Linked DNA regions of Rattus norvegicus: region 1 is linked to region 2. A link is a contact called in public Hi-C data. All regions are on one chromosome and are shown on one strand. The core of a region is the stretch at or near the end of the contact, and the rest is flanking DNA. Distances in the headings are between cores, read along the strand shown. Region 1 holds the start of Cops8 (COP9 signalosome subunit 8). Region 2 holds the start of Ackr3 (atypical chemokine receptor 3).

Region 1 (4,476 bases), core at 180-2,679, 410 kb after region 2:
TCTACTGAGACTGAGGCAGGTAGAAAGAGAGAAGTGAGAGTTAGGCTTGGAGCTTTTCCAAAACTTCAAGGCCAGCCTGCGCAACTTAGTAAGACTTTGTCTTCAGTAAGTAAAAGGAGACCTGGAGGTACAGCTCAGTGTTAAAACTATGCACAAAGCCTGTGTTCCAATCTCCAGTTCTGCCCAAGAAGACAGCAAAGGGGCAGTTGTTGGTATCCGTACCATTGGTTGGTATCCGCTTCCCATGTCTGAGGAATGGTCAGGGTATGGGCTAGGTGTTTTTACCTCTCATGCCCGGAACTGAAATTCAGGCACCCAGATATGCAAAGTAGCAAGGAAACCTTATGCAAAAGCAAAGCCATACTACAGATTAGAAAGAAATACGTTGTCATGAGTGACAGTTGGCCACTTGAGCTAGCATACTAGAGTCCCAATTACTGTTCGGGGCTTTTATGGAGTTCAAGAAGGAGTCTGATTGCTAAGAGGCATTGCACTCTGTTATGATTGCAAGATTTTAGCTATGTTACCTCCCTTTTTCCATTGTATATATCTCTTCCCATAATGTATTTGATTTTAATCAAATGCATTCCCAAGCATGCACAATCAAGACGGTAAATAGGAGTTTCTCCTAGCAAATTCACTTAGAAGACATGATTTACCTTCCTGGGCAGTCACCTAAAACCAATTCAGGTTAGATCAGACCTCCTGCCCTCATACTGTACATAACTGAAGTATCAGTGAATAGAATCTGTTTGAAGGTCAGTAGAGAGAGGAGAAACTTATCCCATTACTTGGAGAGGATGTGCCTGCAAGCTCCACACAGGTTGTGGACAGGGGTCCTGGTTTTCTGACAGTTGCTAGGTGAATTTTCGGAAAAGGAGGTGTGTGTGTGTGTTAGTTGTTCGGAAAAGGAGGTGTGTGTGTGTGTGTGTGTGTGTGTGTGTGTGTGTGTGTGTGTGTGTGTGTGTGTGAATAGTAGGTGTAGGTGAGATCCTCAGGCTGCCAAGTGCATTGTTAGAAAAGGGATGTGTGTATAGCACAAGCCAAGAAGAGTTTCGGGTTTAGAGTTTCCTCTTTAACACCTTAGCTTAGAAGTACAGTTCAGCGTTCTCAAAACACGTGGAGGTCCAATGGTTTTACTTTTCTCCCACGGCGACTGTGGCTGTGAAAGATGCAGTCCCACTATCACTTCCTTCCTTGGGCGGAGAATCCAAGCCGCAGCCAAGCCCCTCCCAGTGACAGTGGCCTGTCTTAGAAAGCCGGTTCCTCCAAGTCTGGAGCAGGTCCTCCAGAGCACCGAGGTGGCGGGGCAGAGCGCTCGCTGCCCTGCTTCTCAGCCACGGCGTCGCTTAGGAAATGACGACACATTTGCGCATGCGTACGGAGAGCCAGCTTCTTACGTCATCGAGGGCGCGACGCCCCGAGGGCCAGCTTGTGCTTTGGTCAGGCGGGGTGGCGGCGGCGAGAGCGGCCGGGAAGATGCCAGTGGCGGTGATGGCGGACAACGCCTTCAGTTTCAGAAAGCTGTTGGATCAGTGCGAGAACCAGGAGCTTGAGGTAGTGCGGCAAAGTGCGGCGGTCGGGTGGGCGCCCGTTTCCAGGGTAACGGGCCAGGCCGCGGCCTGCTAGGAGCACAGTCCGGGTTCATCAAGCCCCAGTTTCTGGCTATAATCAGGAGACACTTCCATTTATAATGTTAAGATAAAAAGTTCACTAAATAAGCTGGGTGCAGTGTCACAGGAATCCCGTGGGCACACGTGAGGCGGAGGCAGGAGGATTGCTGGTAAATTCGATGCCTGCTTGGGCTACGAAAAATCAAAACAAAAAATAAAAGGGAGAGCAGGGGGCTCACCGACTGAAGGGGACAGCAGCAGCTTGTCGATGAGCATTTAGCAGACCGCAGACCATGTTGAACGAATAAAGATTGAGCAGAGACCTCCATAACTACCCGTTGGTAGTCTTCTGTTTTAATCTTACTTAACCTTTTAAAATAACGGGCAGAGAAATAGTGCATTAAGAACCTGTTGGAAGTATTTCTTACTTTTTTTTAAATTTGAGACTAATTAGTTCAATAACGGGGTGGTTCAGAAATCTTGTGCATGTAATGATGGTTTTATGAGGCTTGCCGTGCTGGTGTGGACTGGCCTGTTCCCAGCTGGACAGTTAGGTGCTGGAGGCGGCTGAGGGGCTGAGGAATTTCAGCAGGTGATGGCATTACATATTTGTGAATATGGAAAGAAACTGATAGCTCACTGGGGATCAATAACAGCTCACAACATCTAAGCTCAGATTTTCATCTGTGGTACTTCCCTCAGCATTTGTCTGCATCTGTAGTACTAGAAAACTTACTTTTTAAGTTTTAATTTTCTTTTTTCTGAACGTTTTTGGGAAATAAGGTGCCCACCCCCCCCCCCTTTGTTTATGTAGGCTCCTGGAGGAATCGCCACGCCGCCAGTGTATGGTCAGCTTCTCGCTTTGTATTTGCTGCAGAACGACATGTAAGTAGTGCCTTTTGCACTGATAATGCAGTAACAGATAGGTTACCTTTACCATAATATGTTGTATCTGTTTCTTGTTCAGTCACATGAATAATTAAGCTAGATTTTTCTTTGTTGTTGTTGTGTGTGTTTTATATACCCCTAAAAAACATGGTAAGTTTTTTTGAGAATCTAGCATCACGAACCAATGGAACATAAAAACAATGGTGTTTATTTTTTAACTTATGTTTACTCAGAGACTGTGTGGTGGTCGTGCATGTCTTTAATTCCCCACACTTGGGAGCCCGAGGCAGGCTGCTCTCTGAGTTGGAGGTCGGTCTGGTCTGCAGATCCAGCTCTAGTACAGCCAGGACTACGTAGAGAAATCCTGCCTCAAAAAATCAAATAAGCAAAGCAAAGCAAATTTGTACTCAGTAGAAGCGAAGAAGCTGGAGCTGGCAGGGAACACTGGGAGAGCCAGGAAGGATTAGATATGTTTGAATTAGTCTTCCTGGGTGGGAAGCAGAAGCTTGAGAGGGCTAGAGAATAGAGGCCTGGTGTGGTTCCGAACAACCCGTTGTGATATTTTTTACAGAAACTAAGCTCAGTTTCTTCATTATACATACATGAGTTATTTCTGCTTTGTGATCATGTGTCCTATGATTGTTCCAACCCCTTTGCACTCAGTAGGAGAATGGCTCCAAAAATATAACACATATATTGAGAGGGACACTCAGAGCCTTTAAATGGACACATTTGTATCTAAGTCCGTGGTTTAAATCTGTTGCTGTAGTTTAGGATCTGAATTGTTAATTTTTAAAAATTCAGCAAAAAAAATGAAAAAAATTACCCTGAATAAAAGTTATTTCATGTCCTTTTTTCTGGAAAACCGCTTTTCCTCAACAAATTCATATAGAACTGAGTTGTGCCGTGGCCTCTTTTGGTAGGTGTTCTATTGTGCGTTTACATTAGGTCCTATCGTTCTGTATATTGACTGAGATGACTTGCTTAAACTGATCTTTGTGTACATTAGGAATAATGCAAGATATCTTTGGAAGAGGATACCACCTGCTATAAAGTCTGTAAGTACTCCTGCAGTGTCCCCTGTTGCTTTTAGAATACTAGCATTTACTTAAATGACAGCATCCAGTTCCTCTTTTCTTTCTCATGTATATCACTGAAGCCACTGTTGAGTGAATATTAAGGTTCCAGACCAGCAGGTTCTCTAACGGGGAGGTTCAAACCATCTGGTCTCTCTAATGGGGAGGTTCAGACCAGCAGGTCTCTAACGGGGAGGTTCAGAAATCTTGTTTATGTAATGATGGTTTTATGAGGCCTGCCGTGTGGACCGGTCTGTTCACACTGGCCAGTGAGGTCTAGGAGGTGGCTGAAGGGCTGAGGAATTTCAGCAGACTACTTAATTTGCTGTAATGATGTCTATTTGTAAACTGGCATTATTTACATGGATAGTCACTGTATTAAGATCACACTCACTCTGTTAGTTGGTTTTCTTACTTGGGATGGAGATGAAATGAAATGACCTGAGAAAGGTGTCTTGCCAGGTAGAATGAAGTAAGACTTACTTCACTTCCTTTCCCATTCTCTTTATAAGAATGAAACAGATGAGCTGTTATGAATGGGAACTCTGCAAGTAGGCTCTAATTGACAGGGCCTTGTTAATCAGCTTTCTGGTGGTAGTTTTGTCCCATGAAGAAGTGCTAGCATCTTAAATTTAAGCAGCAGTGCTTAGTTATGATAATTGATCCCCAGACTTCATTCTGAAATTTTTTTTTTTTACTTTCTCATGTTGTTGCAATAAAAACATTAATTATAGAAATTGTTGACATAACTGCTCACAGCATTTTAGAATCAGGCAGATCCAACCTTTGGACATTGCAAAATGATGTTATTTGCAGAGTTCATAGTCTAGAACTGGGCATGCAAGCTACCAAAAAGAAAAGGTTTCACATTTTATACCTGTTGTTGGCCCTGTGACCTG
Region 2 (4,512 bases), core at 1,906-4,405:
CAAGGAAGCATGTGGCTGGGACCCTCAGAGGAATACAAGGCAGCTAGCTATGGCCATGGGTCGTTTCTAAATATCACCCAGGTGTTGGTCAGCATCATTAGCATCAGATAACCAACTCTTAGATTTCTTAAAGAGTTCCAGGTCACGAGAGTTTAGACTCTTGCAGAGGTGGAAGGAGGAGAGTCAGCCTGTCTGAATCCCCCTTAGTTACTGCTCATGAGCACCTGCTCCTTGGATCCTGATTGGCACCCAGCAAGAATAGGTGGTCCCTTTAGTATAGATTGATGTCTGGCACTCATAGAGACATTCAAGTAGGGAGGGTTGACTGAAGAACCAGTTCCTAGATGGAGCCATCTGGACCATCCAGCCGGGATATCCTCTGTGGGTTAGGCACTGACTGACTTTACCTCTAAGGAAGGGATCTTAACTCCAGGTGGGAGGGGTGTGTACTGTCCAGCAGGAAGCATTCCTGTCCTGCCTGGCTACTGGAGGGTGACACCTCTTCCTGGGTTGTAGCACAAGGACATTGCAATGCTTTGTCTCCAGGCCAACGGCTAGAAGTCCTTCACACATATTCACAGTAACTCAACATTTCTATTCCGCTCTTCTCTGAAGGCTGGGAGCAGGACCCAGTCCTGGACCTTCAGGGGTGTGTTGAGTGGGTGGGTGGGATTCAGGCAGGAGGGGATGGCATGCTAACAGGAGAACAGCTCCAGAGGGGACGGCTGCTGGATGGGTCTAGCTTCAGAGTCTAGGTGTGTGGAAAGGGAAGTTGGGTGGAGCTGACTGGGAGATACCTGACCCTTCTCACTCAGGCCCCTAGGCCTGTAGCATCAAGGAATCCGTGTCCTGAATTTGTCTTCTCCTGTGTGGGTCACGAGGCAGGCTCCTGGCCAAAGGAGGGAGACATTACATAGGATTTTATGCTGTATCTCAGCCCAGTATACTTAACCTTACCAAGTAAATCTTTTCTGGAGCCCCTTGATAATTTTCTCCTCCCCCCACTCCCCCCCCCCCCCCGGCCGCAGCCGCTCTCTCAGTGGGGGAATTGGTTCTCTCTTTCCGACATTTGGGTCCTGGGGATGCAACTCAAGATCAAAACCATCAGGCCTGTCTCCTGGATTCTCTATCCCCGAACCACCTTGCCTACTCCTCACCCTCGTTTCTGAGAAAAGGTGAGGCTCCAGAATCTTAGAGGCAGGATGGTCCAGCAAGGGGCAAAACAATCAATGCTCAGGGAGGGTGCATACTTTATGCTTTTTAAAAAAAATTCCTTTGCATCTTCCTTTTTTGCAAGTGCATGGTCTAATTAATAAAGCTCTGCTGTAGCCAGCGCACTTCCCACAGGCAAGTCCAGTCCCCTGCGGTCGGCCTTGGTCTATGTATCGCGGTGAGAAGCAGAACGGTCCCGGTTGTGGACATCCTGGGATGGCCGCACGAGGGCAGGTCTCTGCTTTGCTCCAAGGCAGCTCTGGGCTCTGGACAAAGGCAGTCGGGAGCCTTCCGTGCGGAGGATTTGGCCCCAGGCCTGGGCGTGCTGCGATGCGCAGGCGCTTTGGCATCCCAAACGGGGCGGGTTGCTCTGAAGCAAATCCTGCGGGGCCTCCAGTGAATGAAAGCTAGAAGGCCTAGGACAGGATGGCCTGGCTGGGTCCCGAGACCCTTTTCTGACCCTGAGGCCTCAGAGGTCCCTTCCTGACGCTGTAGGACACTCCCTGTACATACAGACCCTCCCAGTTGACTCAGACCTCCCTCCGCTTGGGGCCACAGACCAGTCTTTGTAGCTGGAAGGACCGCCCGCCTCTAGCCAGACCCAGATCCACCCTTGAGACCACAGACTACACCTCCGGGCCACAGACCCCGCCCACGGGCCTCAGGACCTCTCCCCTGCAGTGAGGGTCACAGACACCCCAGGAGGCTTCATGACCCCCCACCCAGATCTCACACTGCTCCTTGCAGACGCGCACCCCTCCTACAGCCCGGAAAGCAGGTGTGCTCCTCAGGATCTGCCCCGCCAGGAGTAAAGTGCAAGGCTGTTTAAACAAACCACTTCTTTTGTTAAGGTTTTTCTCTAGACCGAAGCTCTCTAGCCTACGTGAGACTCTGACCCCCGAGTCCTCCGGTTCCCGTGTTCAACAGTCACTCCCAGGAAACTTAGAAAATAGACTGAGCAAGTGTTAGCGCAGGCAGGAAGGAGATTTTGCGTTTAGCCAGTGCCTTAACCCTGGGCGCTGTAACTTGCTCTTCAGAAGTCCGGGAGAGAGCAGAGTGACCGCCAGCTCTTGGAGGGTGGGGGCCACTTGGGGAGGCGTTGCAGTGACAGTTTTAAAAGTAAAAGATTGGGTCATTTTACTAAGTGAGGCATTGCAAGGGACACTTTTTACAGGGAATCTGAACAATGAGCATCTTGATTAGAATGTAGATTTTGATAAAGATGACGATAGCGAGAAAAGTCGGCTAAGCTCACCATGACGATAAAGGGCTGCTACTTCACCTGCGTCAAGACCTTTTCAGCGACTGGCATTGCTCAGCCCTGTAGAACGCGGTCTTACTAGGGACTCAAGGACTTTGTGTAAGAGTTCCTACAGAATCCAACCTAAAGGCACTTTCTGGGTGATGGCCGTACAGGGTGGATTAATCGTTCCCTGTCCAAAATGTGAGTTCTGTTCAGGAGGCATCGACAAAGAAAGAGTAAGCTTGACAAATCAACAGCGAAGTTCAAAAGTTCAGAGTAATTTGTCTTGGGAACAAAGTCTTCCCTGAAGCTACAGGCATTCAAAGGAACTCCTGGTACTCGTGGGATTATTAAAGCTATACCTGAGACAGGATCAATATTTGATCATTTTGGAAAGTACTAGGACTTCTTTTGGGTTTTCGTCTGAGGGCATTTCCCCCAATAGGATCTAGCCTTTGCAAAGGAAGGGGTTTGAGGGCTCCCAGGAATGTGCTTGTGCAGGAAACAACAACCTAGAGAGGGTTACGGGAGGGCGTGTACGCGTGTACAAGCCTGCGTGCCGGCGCTGTGGTGGGGGGGGGGGGGGGGGAGGAGGAGGAGATGAGGGTTGCAAAACTGCCACCTAGAGGCACTTTCCTGCAGTGTATATAAAAGGCAAGTCCGGAGCCCGGAGAGAACTCAGTTGCTACAAACTGCTCAGCACTGAAGGAGCCTGCAGCACTCAAAGCCAGGAAGGCAAATCACAGCCCAGGCAGCCGCGAGGTAAGAAAACCTTGCTTCTGGGACAGCTTTGCTGAGCAACCACGGCAAGGGGCAGGGCTCCTGTTCTTACCCGAACCCGACTTCTGAGAACTCTTAGATCCCTGAGCTGGGGGCTTCAGAGCCTGCAGGTCCGGTTTGGAGAGCTCAAAGCTGATTGCAGGCTGCGTTGCAAGCTACTGCTTCTGCTTTGGGGGATTCGAGTTCAGTCACTTGTGGAGGGAAATCTCCGTGCGTTTGTTTGCTACTGGACTCTGATTTGTTTCTGCCAGTACTTAAGTTCCAGGAGGCAGGGAAACTTTGCAGAGAACATGGAATGCCCCACGGAGCTTGCCCAAGGCTGACTTAGGGGTGAACTTGGTACCAATATTTGCCAGCCCCTACTTCTGGTTATCAGATTGGAAGTGCGTAGAACTAGCTGTAAAAACACAAACGTAACTTCCAGAAAGGCATACGATGTGTTCAGTGGTATCCTCCAGTGGTGCAGACAACTGGGCTGAGCCGTCTATGTCTAGGATGAGTTTAAACTCCGTGCTCTGGGGGTGGGGATGGATTAATTCACAGCTCCTGAATTCTGGAAGTTGTAAATTGAATGTTAGCTACTCTTCGTCTTATCTCTTCATGGTATCTTTGCTAGTCTAATTTTGAGTATTTATTGTTCTCCTAGAAAGTATTGTCCAACTTCAGCTGGGGTTAAAAAAAAAAGCAGGTACTAAAAAAAGTCTAGTATTTTATAATTTAAACCTGCTCTCCAAGTGAACTGTGAGTGTTGCTGACTTTGTTAGGGTGCATAAAGGTTCGCTGGGTGGCTGGGAGCGAGGACTGCCCTGAGGTCAGGGGATCCGTGGTTAGCCAAGACTCCTGGCTGCTAACTGCTAGGAGAATGAAGCACTGTGAAAGGCAGACTGGCTGTCTCTTCCCCTTTCTCTCTTTCTCTCTCTCTCTCTCTCTCTCTCTCTCTCTCTCTCTCTCTCTCTCTGTCTCTCCATTCATTTGCTCACAAACAAGATTAATTAATTGTTTCGAAGTGGAGTGGGAGCAAACATCCTTTTAAAGGTGTCTCGGGTCAGTGGGATCCCCAAGACCCCAGTCTGCATTGTACCAGTGTGGAAACTTTGTTTTTCTTTGAAGGAGCAGATGCTGGCTTTGTGGGTCTTTATTTAGTTCAGGAGAATGTGGAGCTCAAATGGATAGGACCAGAAAGGAGGAATGGGGGTGGTTCTGGGTTTTGTGCCTGGCTCGCTGCAGATTTTAAATGGATAAAGCCCCAGTCTTTCTCCCATCTGAATAGGAGCTTG

What was found. A called contact is a pair of places that touch in the nucleus more often than the background predicts.
Region 1: a contact with region 2 is called in a Hi-C map of Schwann cells, with 5 times the contacts expected there. The contact joins the promoter of Cops8 here to the promoter of Ackr3 in region 2. A contact is called at or near these places in 8 of 12 Hi-C or Micro-C datasets (the A7r5 cell line, the Rat2 cell line, Schwann cells and 4 more) and 1 of 1 datasets of contacts at active chromatin or transcription factors (oligodendrocytes).

Annotation. Positions count from the first base shown.
Region 1 is chr9:98,653,602-98,658,077 of GRCr8, forward strand. It overlaps Cops8 (COP9 signalosome subunit 8), which reads left to right and starts at 1,430. Exons shown (of 8, transcript NM_001013227.2): 1 at 1,430-1,557; 2 at 2,428-2,498; 3 at 3,511-3,559. The coding sequence starts at 1,480.
Region 2 is chr9:98,244,199-98,248,710 of GRCr8, forward strand. Ackr3 (atypical chemokine receptor 3) reads left to right here and starts at 3,156. Exons shown (of 2, transcript NM_053352.2): 1 at 3,156-3,217.